2 separate regions of the Zea mays genome follow, and region 1 is linked to region 2. The links are chromatin contacts, called in public Hi-C maps. All regions are on one chromosome and are shown on one strand. Each heading gives the region's core, a stretch centred on a gene start, on an enhancer-like site or on the middle of the called end of the contact. The rest is flanking DNA. Distances are from core to core; before and after follow the strand shown. Region 1 holds the start of LOC100282858 (plant-specific domain TIGR01589 family protein). Region 2 holds the start of LOC100278502 (putative MATE efflux family protein).

Evidence for each region. A called contact is a pair of places that touch in the nucleus more often than the background predicts.
Region 1: a contact with region 2 is called in a Hi-C map of leaf, with 2.6 times the contacts expected there. The contact joins the promoter of LOC100282858 here to the promoter of LOC100278502 in region 2. A contact is called at or near these places in 5 of 25 Hi-C or Micro-C datasets (bundle sheath, ear, endosperm and 2 more).

What each region holds. Positions count from the first base shown.
Region 1 is chr6:95,632,841-95,638,075 of Zm-B73-REFERENCE-NAM-5.0, reverse strand. It overlaps LOC100282858 (plant-specific domain TIGR01589 family protein), which reads right to left and starts at 2,009. Exons shown (of 6, transcript NM_001412200.1): 1 at 1,729-2,009; 2 at 1,496-1,638; 3 at 913-1,018; 4 at 1-21. The coding sequence starts at 1,522.
Region 2 is chr6:95,489,558-95,494,259 of Zm-B73-REFERENCE-NAM-5.0, reverse strand. LOC100278502 (putative MATE efflux family protein) reads right to left here and starts at 1,378. Exons shown (of 8, transcript NM_001349988.1): 1 at 1,011-1,378; 2 at 157-707; 3 at 1-7. The coding sequence starts at 1,271.

The sequences.
Region 1 (5,235 bases), core at 760-3,259, 140 kb before region 2:
GTTGCTCAAGTTGTTGCCAAACTGAAAAGGACAGAGAGAGAAAAAAGTGCCAATTAGCCTGCAACCATAAGGGATTTCTATAACACAAAAAAAACTACAGAATGCAAGGCTGTAGGTGAGCCATTTTGAGAGAATCAGTGAAACTTCATAAGCTATTTTTTCACTGCCATACTTTTTGTTGGCGTCTTTGTGGAGAGCAGAAGCGCAGATTCAATTTCAATATGATAAACTGCAAAATAAATTTTCCAAAAAAGGGGATGTGGAACTAGAACTTAGTGAGCCAGCTTATCTAGTTTGTCATTAAGGTAGGACGTTGGGTCCAAACATTTTTTACACATGATAGCGCTTTTCATTATCCTAGACTCCTAGTATATGAGAATATTAGAAGGAACCAATTAAGATTTCTAGAATACATGTTTGCCACTGAATAAGTAGATTTTGGGGAAACATACAGAAATAGGATGAGATTGTGTGAAATTAATAGATTGATTGATTGATAGACCTAGTGTACATATATAGGGTTGAGGAGATCGTGTGGCTTATGAAAAGCACACCAATCAGATCTCGAATCTCTCTAACCAAATAAAAACAGAGCCGACCGGCGATTAATGCTTGGCGCAGGACCCACACACGCAAGCCATATTTGGTTGTCGAACACATAAGACAACACAATTGATACACGGGCAAAGAGAATTGTTTACTTCAAACATTGTACGGAGACTAAAAAGGCTCAGTTATTGTTGTAAAGCATTATATCTGCATTGCATCATAGTACAGAATCACAGATGTAACATTGGACCAATGGTAGAATAAGATCTGTATATGAATTAACTTCGGACCGACTTGCAAGCAAGAGGAATGAGTCGTCTGGCTGGACGAGAGGAAGAGGAGAGAACGAACAGTGAGCGTTACCAAGTTCAGTGATACAAGGCTCTATCCTGGAGTGGTGGGAGAGGGCATCAACCACTTCTTTCTTGTTCATGTACATCTGAAGGCAGCGCTCTATAAGATTCTGGACCTGTGCAACAGGAATTAGCAGGCGGAGTCAGATGAGCCATCTTATCAATCCATCAAAATAAGCATCCACAAACTCTTTTAGGTACAATTCGCTCCATACTGAGGAAAAAGTTGGCAGAATACAGGATTCGCTGAAACCCTAGGTTAGCAAATCTTACCAATCCATCAAAATAAGCATACACAAACTCTTCTAGATGTCTGTCTAGACCCTTGGTGTTCCACCCAAACCCTAGGTTAGCAATTTGAACATGGGGCCCGAAAGCAGCATGTTCCTTGACGCGGAGTCGGTACGGTACCAGCAGGCAGCAGCAAGGCCCCGGAGCAAAGCAAAACCGCAAGGAGCAGCGACAATTAAATCCGCGCGAAGCGACAATTAAAGCTGGTAGGTAGGCGAGGGAGCCCGCGCGGGGTAGACTGGGAATGGATGCAGCGGCAAAGGCGACGGAGTAGAAGTAGAGGCGAGAGTAGCGAGACCGGCCTTGTGGAGTACTTCCTCGCTAGCCATGGCGGACGCGCCCGCCGCCTTCCTCTTCGCCCCTCTCTCGCTGCCCTAGCCGCGGGGTGCCACTGCCACCTCCTCTCCTCGTTCCCGGGCAAAGGCTCCTCCACCCGCCCTAGCTCCTGCAGCAGCAGTAGAGACGGGAACGAGCGAGACAAATTAGCCCCCGCGGAGGGAGGCCGAGGGATTCAACCGGGCGGGCCGTGCCGTACCTGCCCTGCTTCGACGGGAATCCCAGCCTGCCTGCCTGCCTGCTCCGTGAGGAGGGGAGCTACAGGCGGGTGGGCGGGCAGCAGCTCGGGCTGTGTGGATGTGAGGCGAGCTCTGTGCGATCAATCAACCAATCCACTTCCACTGGGAAGGGAAGGGAGCGAGCGAGGTGGGCTGGGAAAAAAAGAAAAAAGGAAGGAAAAGGAGGAGGAAAGAGCTGCGAGCGAGGTGGTGGACTGGTAGTGGAGAGCGAGAGGCGCTCCCGGCCCCACCCACTGTTCCTGTCGCAGGCCGCCGCTCTGGAATCCGGTTATCCGGGGCTCAGGGAAATATTTGATACACCCCGCACCCAGCACCACCACTGAATCTTTCTCCTTTATTTTCTTTTCTTCTCTTTTGTTTCCTGATTCACATTGTTTCACTGCTTGTTTGTGCCACACAGTTGGGTATCCATGCGCTGTCTGTCTTTTCATTTCAGGCCATTTACTGGTGGTTTATCATGTCACTGTACCAGCCCAGCTCAGAGTCCTAAACCCAACTTCAGTTTACCAAGTAACTAACAGGAACAGAGTGTGTTTTCGTCTTTGTATAACAGCTATTAGTGTCACTGCATGATTGGATGGATGGCAACTGGTGGTAGGTAGGTGTGTGATGGTGGTGGTGGTGGGGAGCACAAATAAAATAAAATATACAAAGACGCACCACCATCAGCATCATCGTATATCTATACTGCATGCTTAAGTTTATCTCCAACAGCATCACTGCCCTAACACATATTTGACTCCTTGTTTCAAACTACACTCTGTTTACACATTTGCACCACCCGGTTTGGCCTTTTCCGCTTTCAGGAAACTGCACTGCACAGTTGCACTTCGCATCCACGTAAGTACAGTACAGGGAGGAGGGGCACCATCCTGTTGCTGCCAAGTGCAGAGACATTCGACGGGCCCCAGATTGTGAGAGCAAGCAGTGTCCGAAAAGACGATAGGAAAGACGAATGAGACCAGCCTGCCTGCACAGACAACATGTGCCTTGCCCAAGATTCAGATCTGGAGCAAGGAGAGCTTGTGCCCCAGACCTAGTACGCTGGCAGCATGGCCTTTCCTCCTGCGATGCGTAGGTTGCCAGTACCAGCTCAAACTTTGTGAACCAACCAACCAAGCAGTATGTGGTTGAATTGGAACTCGATTGTTTTCACCAGAAATTGTTATCATGTTCAAGTTGTGAAGCTTCGATAATCACATATTGATGAGTACTAAACACAACAATTCCCCGATCCACCTAAAGAGATTCTACTTTGGTATTTCCTATCTCCCATCCGTTCAGACCATCAGTTGTATATTAAACATTGTGAACCAACCAACCAGCCAGCCAACTACGGAATTGAACAATCCATACCGTTCTTTAACCTCGGCTGCTAGATTATTCCGTGGCCGATCTCGACCGAGCTGCGACCGCTGATCTCCTTCACCCGTTGCCCACTTGCCATGCCTTTAATCCTCGAGACATTCTCGCCGTCCCCAATCTCGTAGAAGTATCTCGACACCTGCAAGCTGGTGGCCGCGTCCTCTCGTCCCATGTCTACCAGCGTATCTGCCGCTCTCCTTCCCAGCGCGTCTTCGCCATGTGCCTTGCAACTCTGGACGAGCGAGCTCCACGCCTTGGTGTAGTGCCGCAGCGGCGAGTGCTGCTCCATCATCACCTTCATCGCCTCCTCCACAAACCCGTCTCGGCCGAGAAGGTTAACCATGCAGGCCAAGTGCCTCTCGTCAGGGCCCAGCTCGCGGGTCGCTCTCATAAACTCAAACACCAGCCTGCCTTCCTCAATCAGTCCTGCCTGATCACATCCAGTGATCGCGCACAGGAAGGTGACGTCATCAGGTTTGAGCCCCCTACAAACCATCTCCCTGAGCAGCTCCACTCCTTTTGCGCCATCTCCGTGTCGCGCGCACGCAGATATCATCGAAGTGAAGCAGACGACGTTTGGGCTCCGCAGGCTTTCGAACACCGAGCGGGAGCTGTGCACCTGACCGGCTCGAGCGTATGCGCTGATCAAGGAGGAGCACACAACCATGTCCGCTTCGAAGCCCAGCTTGAAGACCCAGGAATGCAGCATCTGGCAGCTGATTAGACTCGGCGAAGCTGACAAAGATATGGCCTTCATGGTCGCAGATAGCGTCACGTTGTCAGGCATAACTCCCTCGACAACCATACAGTACAAGACCTCCAGCGCGGAGTGGAAAACCTTGCAGCCAATTGATGACGTGATCATTGCATTATAGCACTCCAGTGCAAGGCTTGGGGTTTCGTTGAAGATTGCCAAGCAACAATCAAAATGGCAGCAGTTCCCATACATGCTAATGAGTGCAGTCTGGACGTGCGCGCTGCTCCAGCTGAACCCGAGCTTAAGAGCGATACCGTGCATCTGAACCCCAACTTGGAGGTGTCCGGTCTGACCAGATAAGGCGAAGAGCCCAACAAAGGAGCGGACTGAGGGCGTCTTGCCGTGCCAAAGCATCTGCCTCAAGTAACCAGTTGCTTCCTTCGTACGCCCTTTGCTCGCGCAGACAGAGACGATGGAGTTCCACGAGATGACGTCCTCAGAAGGGATGTCATCGAGAGAACTCTTAGCGTCCACCAAGTCTCCGGTTGCTGCGTAGAGATCCACAAGCGAGTTCGACAGGAAAATGTTCGACGGAACCCACCCTGCCTTGAGAACCACTCCGTGCAGCTGCCTGCCTTGTTCCAGCCAGTCCTCATCTTGGTAGCATGCTTTCATCGCGTAGCAGTAGGAAAGGCCATTCAACTCCAGACCACGCCGTCTCATGTCTAGCAAAGATCGGAAGAGGTCCTCGGCCAACTTCAGGTTGCACAAGCCACCCAGAACAGCGTTGGACATGGCTGTGCTCTGCAATGGCATCTCGTCATACAGCAGGAGGGCAGCACAAGGTGTTTCAACGCGCATATACAGGTTGACCAACGCAGACATGACGAACGGGTTGGAGCGCAGGCCCAATGCCAGTACCCGGCCATGCAGTTGCAGCCCCTCGCAGCTGTTGCACGCACCGAGAACTGCAGAGAAGGTGTGAGGGGTCTCTCTCAGGCCTGAAGCAACCATCCACTTGTAAACTACAAGTGCTCGGTTGCTGGTACCATCTCGAATGAAACCAGTGATCATGCGGTTCAAAGAAATGACGTCCCACGCTGCCATCACCACAAATAGCCTCACTGAACACTGATGGATCCAGCGGAGACAGAGGTGATACTTGGGGAATTCCCCGCTGGCACGTGCAACTTGCAGGGTGAGGTCACCAACTCACCATGCAAATTTGTGGGATTGTCAAGTTGGTGCAGAGGGAAGGGTCCAAGCAGCAGGCATCTCTCCAATTTCCATCAGACTGCAGTGAGCTACCCATTGCAGAGAAACCGTGGAGACTGTCTTGTGAAGCGGAGTCTCATCTCAACCTGGTCCAAAACAGTTTGCTTAGGGTCACTGAATCAAAATCAGA
Region 2 (4,702 bases), core at 129-2,628:
CTCCAAGCTGAGCTATCTTGCACGCCAAATTACCAGTTCCATGCAGAAAGAAGATAAAGGTACACATTATTTCTTTGCTAAACCATAAAGTTAACATCCAAGACTTGTCGAAATACAAGTTTTATACATGGTGATGGTGCCCCATATCAGGCTTACCAGGTCATAAATGTAGATGGGATTGCTAGCTTTAGATACACTTTGGCATCCTTCAATTTTAGTGCCTCCCCTGACCATCCATGCCAACTTCTTCTGCCAGCTTCAGAGAATTTCACATACACAGCTAGCAGTGCCACATTGAACCAGTAAGATACTGAGGTTGCCAGAGCAGCGCCTTTGTGGCCAAGGCCGAAACTTTGAACCAGCAACCAGCATAGCATAACATGAAGTAGCAAGGTAAGTCCAGAGCAAGCTACCAATATGTGGACAATGTTTTGGGCCTGCAGGAACCTGGTAAGGCACTGAAGCAAACCATACGCGAACAGGCCAGGAATCAACCACTGAGCGTACAATCCAGCTTCGAATGATATCTCAGGGTTTTGACCAAGAGCGATAAGGATTTGACCAGTGAAGGCCAAAACAAAGGCCAGAGGAAGACCCGTGAACATAAGAACAATTATCGCCCTTTGCGTGTGTGTCCCCAGCATGTCATATTGTCTTGCTCCGTATGATTGTCCACAGAACGTATCCAACGCGCTTCCCATGCCCAGCTTGACACGGAAAAAGGAGCACGAGTTCCAAATTAATTTACTTGGTAGCACAACGCAGTATAGCATAACTGGACACTGGGCAATAAGTCAAAACTCATACACCTCCTCTTAATTGGAGTAACGCGAAGGCATTCAAAAAATTCGTACTGATTTTTGGATATAAATTTCTTAAACAACCAGCTCCTAGAGCGTACTTGTTCCGATCCGCATTCCCCCTCTGCTCTCAAGAGCACTAGTACAATATCGAGGTGCACAAACGGCTGAGCGAAGCGAGGTTACCAGTTATCACTGAACTGCACGTACCAGGACGCTGAATCCGGTGACGTTGGCGAAGGACGCGGCAACGGAGGCGCCGGAGAGGGAGAGCTCCCCTAGGTGCCCGGCGAACATGACGGAGACCACTTGCAGGCAGTACTGCAGCAGGCTGCACGCCACCAGCGGCGCCGCGAGCCCCACCTGCCTTGTCACCTCCGCCGACACCGCGGGGCGTGGAGCGGAGCGGGGCAAGAGGAGAGGCGAGGACGCCTCCGCCGCCCCATCGACATCGACGCTAGCGCCACCCATTTCGTTTCGCGATGTCCCCGCGGGCTTGGAGGTCGGAATCGGAACCGACGGGTTTGGGTTGACTAGCGAGGGAAGGCAGTTTTCATGCGTCTGATTGGCTGCGCAGTGGCAACGTGGCACGAAACACGCTAGCATTTGAAAGGAAGGGGAATCTATGGGCCGAGCCAGACGTTTGAAAGGCCCAAAGAATGATCCCGGGCTTCGGCCTGAAAAGATGGTGCATGAGTAGATGGACTGAAATCTGCCAAGGTCTGTTTATAGGAATGTTTAATTGTAAAAGTTTTTAACCTTCGTCTTGAAAAGAAATTTGGTTCGTGTTTTTTTATTGTGGTCCCTAGAAGACTAGTACATATGTATAGTAAATTGCAAAAGAAGAAGTTATAAGCGACGTGAAATCTATCAGAGTTTTGCGTTCAAGAAAAGGAAATCGATCAGGGGTGTGAAAAAGCAGTAACTAGCACTCGATCACATAGGTAAAGTAGAAGTAGAACGTAGAAGGCATCCAACGATGTTCCATTTTTTTTTATTTTAGATCAAGGATGAAAATCCCGCCTCGGCAATCATGTTTTGATAGCTTACAACAGGACGACCATACGTCATTTAATACAAGGTCTGAAATCGTGAGAGGAAACAGCAATAAAAGCTAAAGAAACCGTAGTAACGTGCCACGTCAGATCCATCGCCCATCTGGAAGGAACCAGATATACAGTCACGCGCTGCTAACCGCGGCGACCGTTAACCGACGGAGCCGGGTGGGTGATTAGCACAGCAGCAGCTTCGGTTCTCGCTGTCAAAGACCGTTGAGACTCTGGAGAGCGAATGTTTTCTGTCTGCAAATGCTCCGACTCCGATTCATCCTTGTAAATTGAACGAACGAACGCTCCCATGACGACGACGCGGTAGGCCGGCCGGTCGCAGGCAGCAGGATCCAAGCAACTATCCAAGTCACCCAACGTGAGCATGGCTGGAGCATGTTAGCAACCTAGTACCAGCTGAGCCAACTGAAACCGAAGAAGTGCGCTATGAAGACAAGGACGAGAGTACTCGTGGGCAAATAAGGCCTTGTTCGTTTCTGTCGGATTGTACCCGAAATCGTTTCAGCTAATCAAAGTTTATATAAATTAGAGAAACAATCCGGTTAGTAATCGTTCTGACCCATCAATTCGGCACAAACGAACAAGGCCTAAGGGAAGGCAGAACCAGAAAGAGGAATATGCGGCTTTCAGGTCCATAATGGACGACGTAAGGAGGTCGAGGCAGTGGACGACATCGGGTGCGGCAGTTTGGCGTGAGTTGTGTCCTTTGTGGCAAGTCAATCTACCGGGGAGAAGGACGGTATCAAACTTGTAACTGAATTCTATTTCAAGAATCTACACTATAGAGCTTCTGTGTACTAGTGGAGATGGATGCCAACACGAAGTTGATTCTTGATGAGTTGGAGAAGCGGTTCTCGGCTATGGATCTCGAGTGGGAGAAGCGTTTTCTCGGCGTTCGCCGACGCCAAGGAGGAACGCCTTAGAGCGGTCGAGGTGGTTGTCGAAAGCTTGGAAGGCATGGCGCGTCAAGATGGACACCGCATTGGAGGACGTCAAGTTGGACTTGAGGAAAATCAACAAGAAGTGGGATCGCGCCGCCATGGATGCTTCTGCTGAGCCAAGGTTGTTGCAGAAACTGGGAGCAACCATGGGTCAGACACTCCTCGGGCCCAGCGGCGGACCGGAGGTTTTAGGGGCCCAGGGTAAATTTAAAATAGAGGCTCATCAAACTATTATCATATAAATGGTACCAATATATAAACTCAAGACACATCTAAAAATATTCATATCAAGCAACAAATAAATAAAAAGATACATATTATAGTATTATCTTAAAAGTAATTTTAACATGTTTAAATACGACCGGGTTGTGAACGCTTCGTGGCTGCTAATTATTGGACATTTCACTATTAAGCTATTATGTCTGATAGTCTAATTACTTAATGTATAACTAAGTTCGGGGCCTATATAATTGGGGACCCGGGCCGACGGCCCCTTCGCCCCACCCTCAGGGCCGCCACTGCTCGGGCCTTACGTAACTAGGCACAAATATATATTTGATGCTGAAAATAATAACACACTAAAACCGAGACTGTCACGTTGTCTCACTACACCGCTATCATCATCGAGCATACAAATCCACTCACAACAGTGCAATAACACCCAAGTATATAATACTAGCATATTGCACAAAATTAAACAATAAATAAAGTGAGGCAACAGGTAAATCACAACACGTAGATTGTCTACATGGAAGACCAGCTCAGCGAACACGAAGTTCTGTCCCAGAAAACCAATTGCACCGCTCACGTCCGAGCCTGCACAACGGGAGGTTGACAGAGATACTAGAGCCGCTGTTGAGGCCATGGGAGACGTCCACAGCACCAGCCCGACGCCTGAGGAGATGAACACCACGCAGCAGGGAGCCCAAACACCAGACCACGGTGGACAATAATCAGACGAACACAGCACCACACAAGTGCACAAGTGAAGCAATGGAGCAGGGGAGAACCGCACTGCACACGAGCAACACCACCTCCATCTTCTTACAATCACCACCAGCGAGATGAACACAAGAACGCCAGGGATCGAATGGATCAATGAGATTGGAACAGCGAGCAGGAGAGAGGAGCAGAGAACGCGTGTTTCCAGGGGATTTTCCGTCCATGCTTTAAGGAGCCAAGAAGGAGAGAGGAGGCAAACTTGATTTACGAGAATCTCGGACGAACGAGCCATAGAGCTCGACCTCCGTTAAACCCGCCGCTGCCCTCTGCGTCGTTCTCTGGATGAGAACAACACCGAGGTGCCCTAGCTGCTTTTTCAGCCGGGCTGCTCGGCCTTTGGGCCTTGAAGTCGCCTAGTTCGACTGGCCACATAATTTTTTTAATTCATTTCTTCATTTCCAATATGAAAATAAAAGGGAAAACCTCCAAAATGAACAACACTTTGTTGATCCTGAGTCTTGGTTACGGGTACCCTCGGTGGCTTGTTGGTTCCAGGCAGTTCAACGTCAACATCCTGACCTGCAGTGGCCGATGTTTTGTCAGTCATTACTTGAGCGTTTTGGCAAGAATCAGCACCAGGTGTTGTTACACCAACTGTTCAGAATCAGGAAAACCAGTTCAATGTCTGATTATATAGCTCGGTTTTCAACTCTTATGCACCAGCTATCTGCATGTGGCGATGTATCTGATCCTTTGTACTTCACTACTCGGTTCATGGATGGCCTACGAGATGAGGTTCGTGGCGTTGTTATTATGCAGCGACCAGGGGATTTGGACACAACATGCTCCTTGGCTCTGTTGCAAGAAGAAGTGGCCGACTCGAGTCGACGTCGTGCCTTCCCCAAGCTCGAATCTGGTGCTTGGGCGAAATCAGATGGTAAAGGGCCTTTTC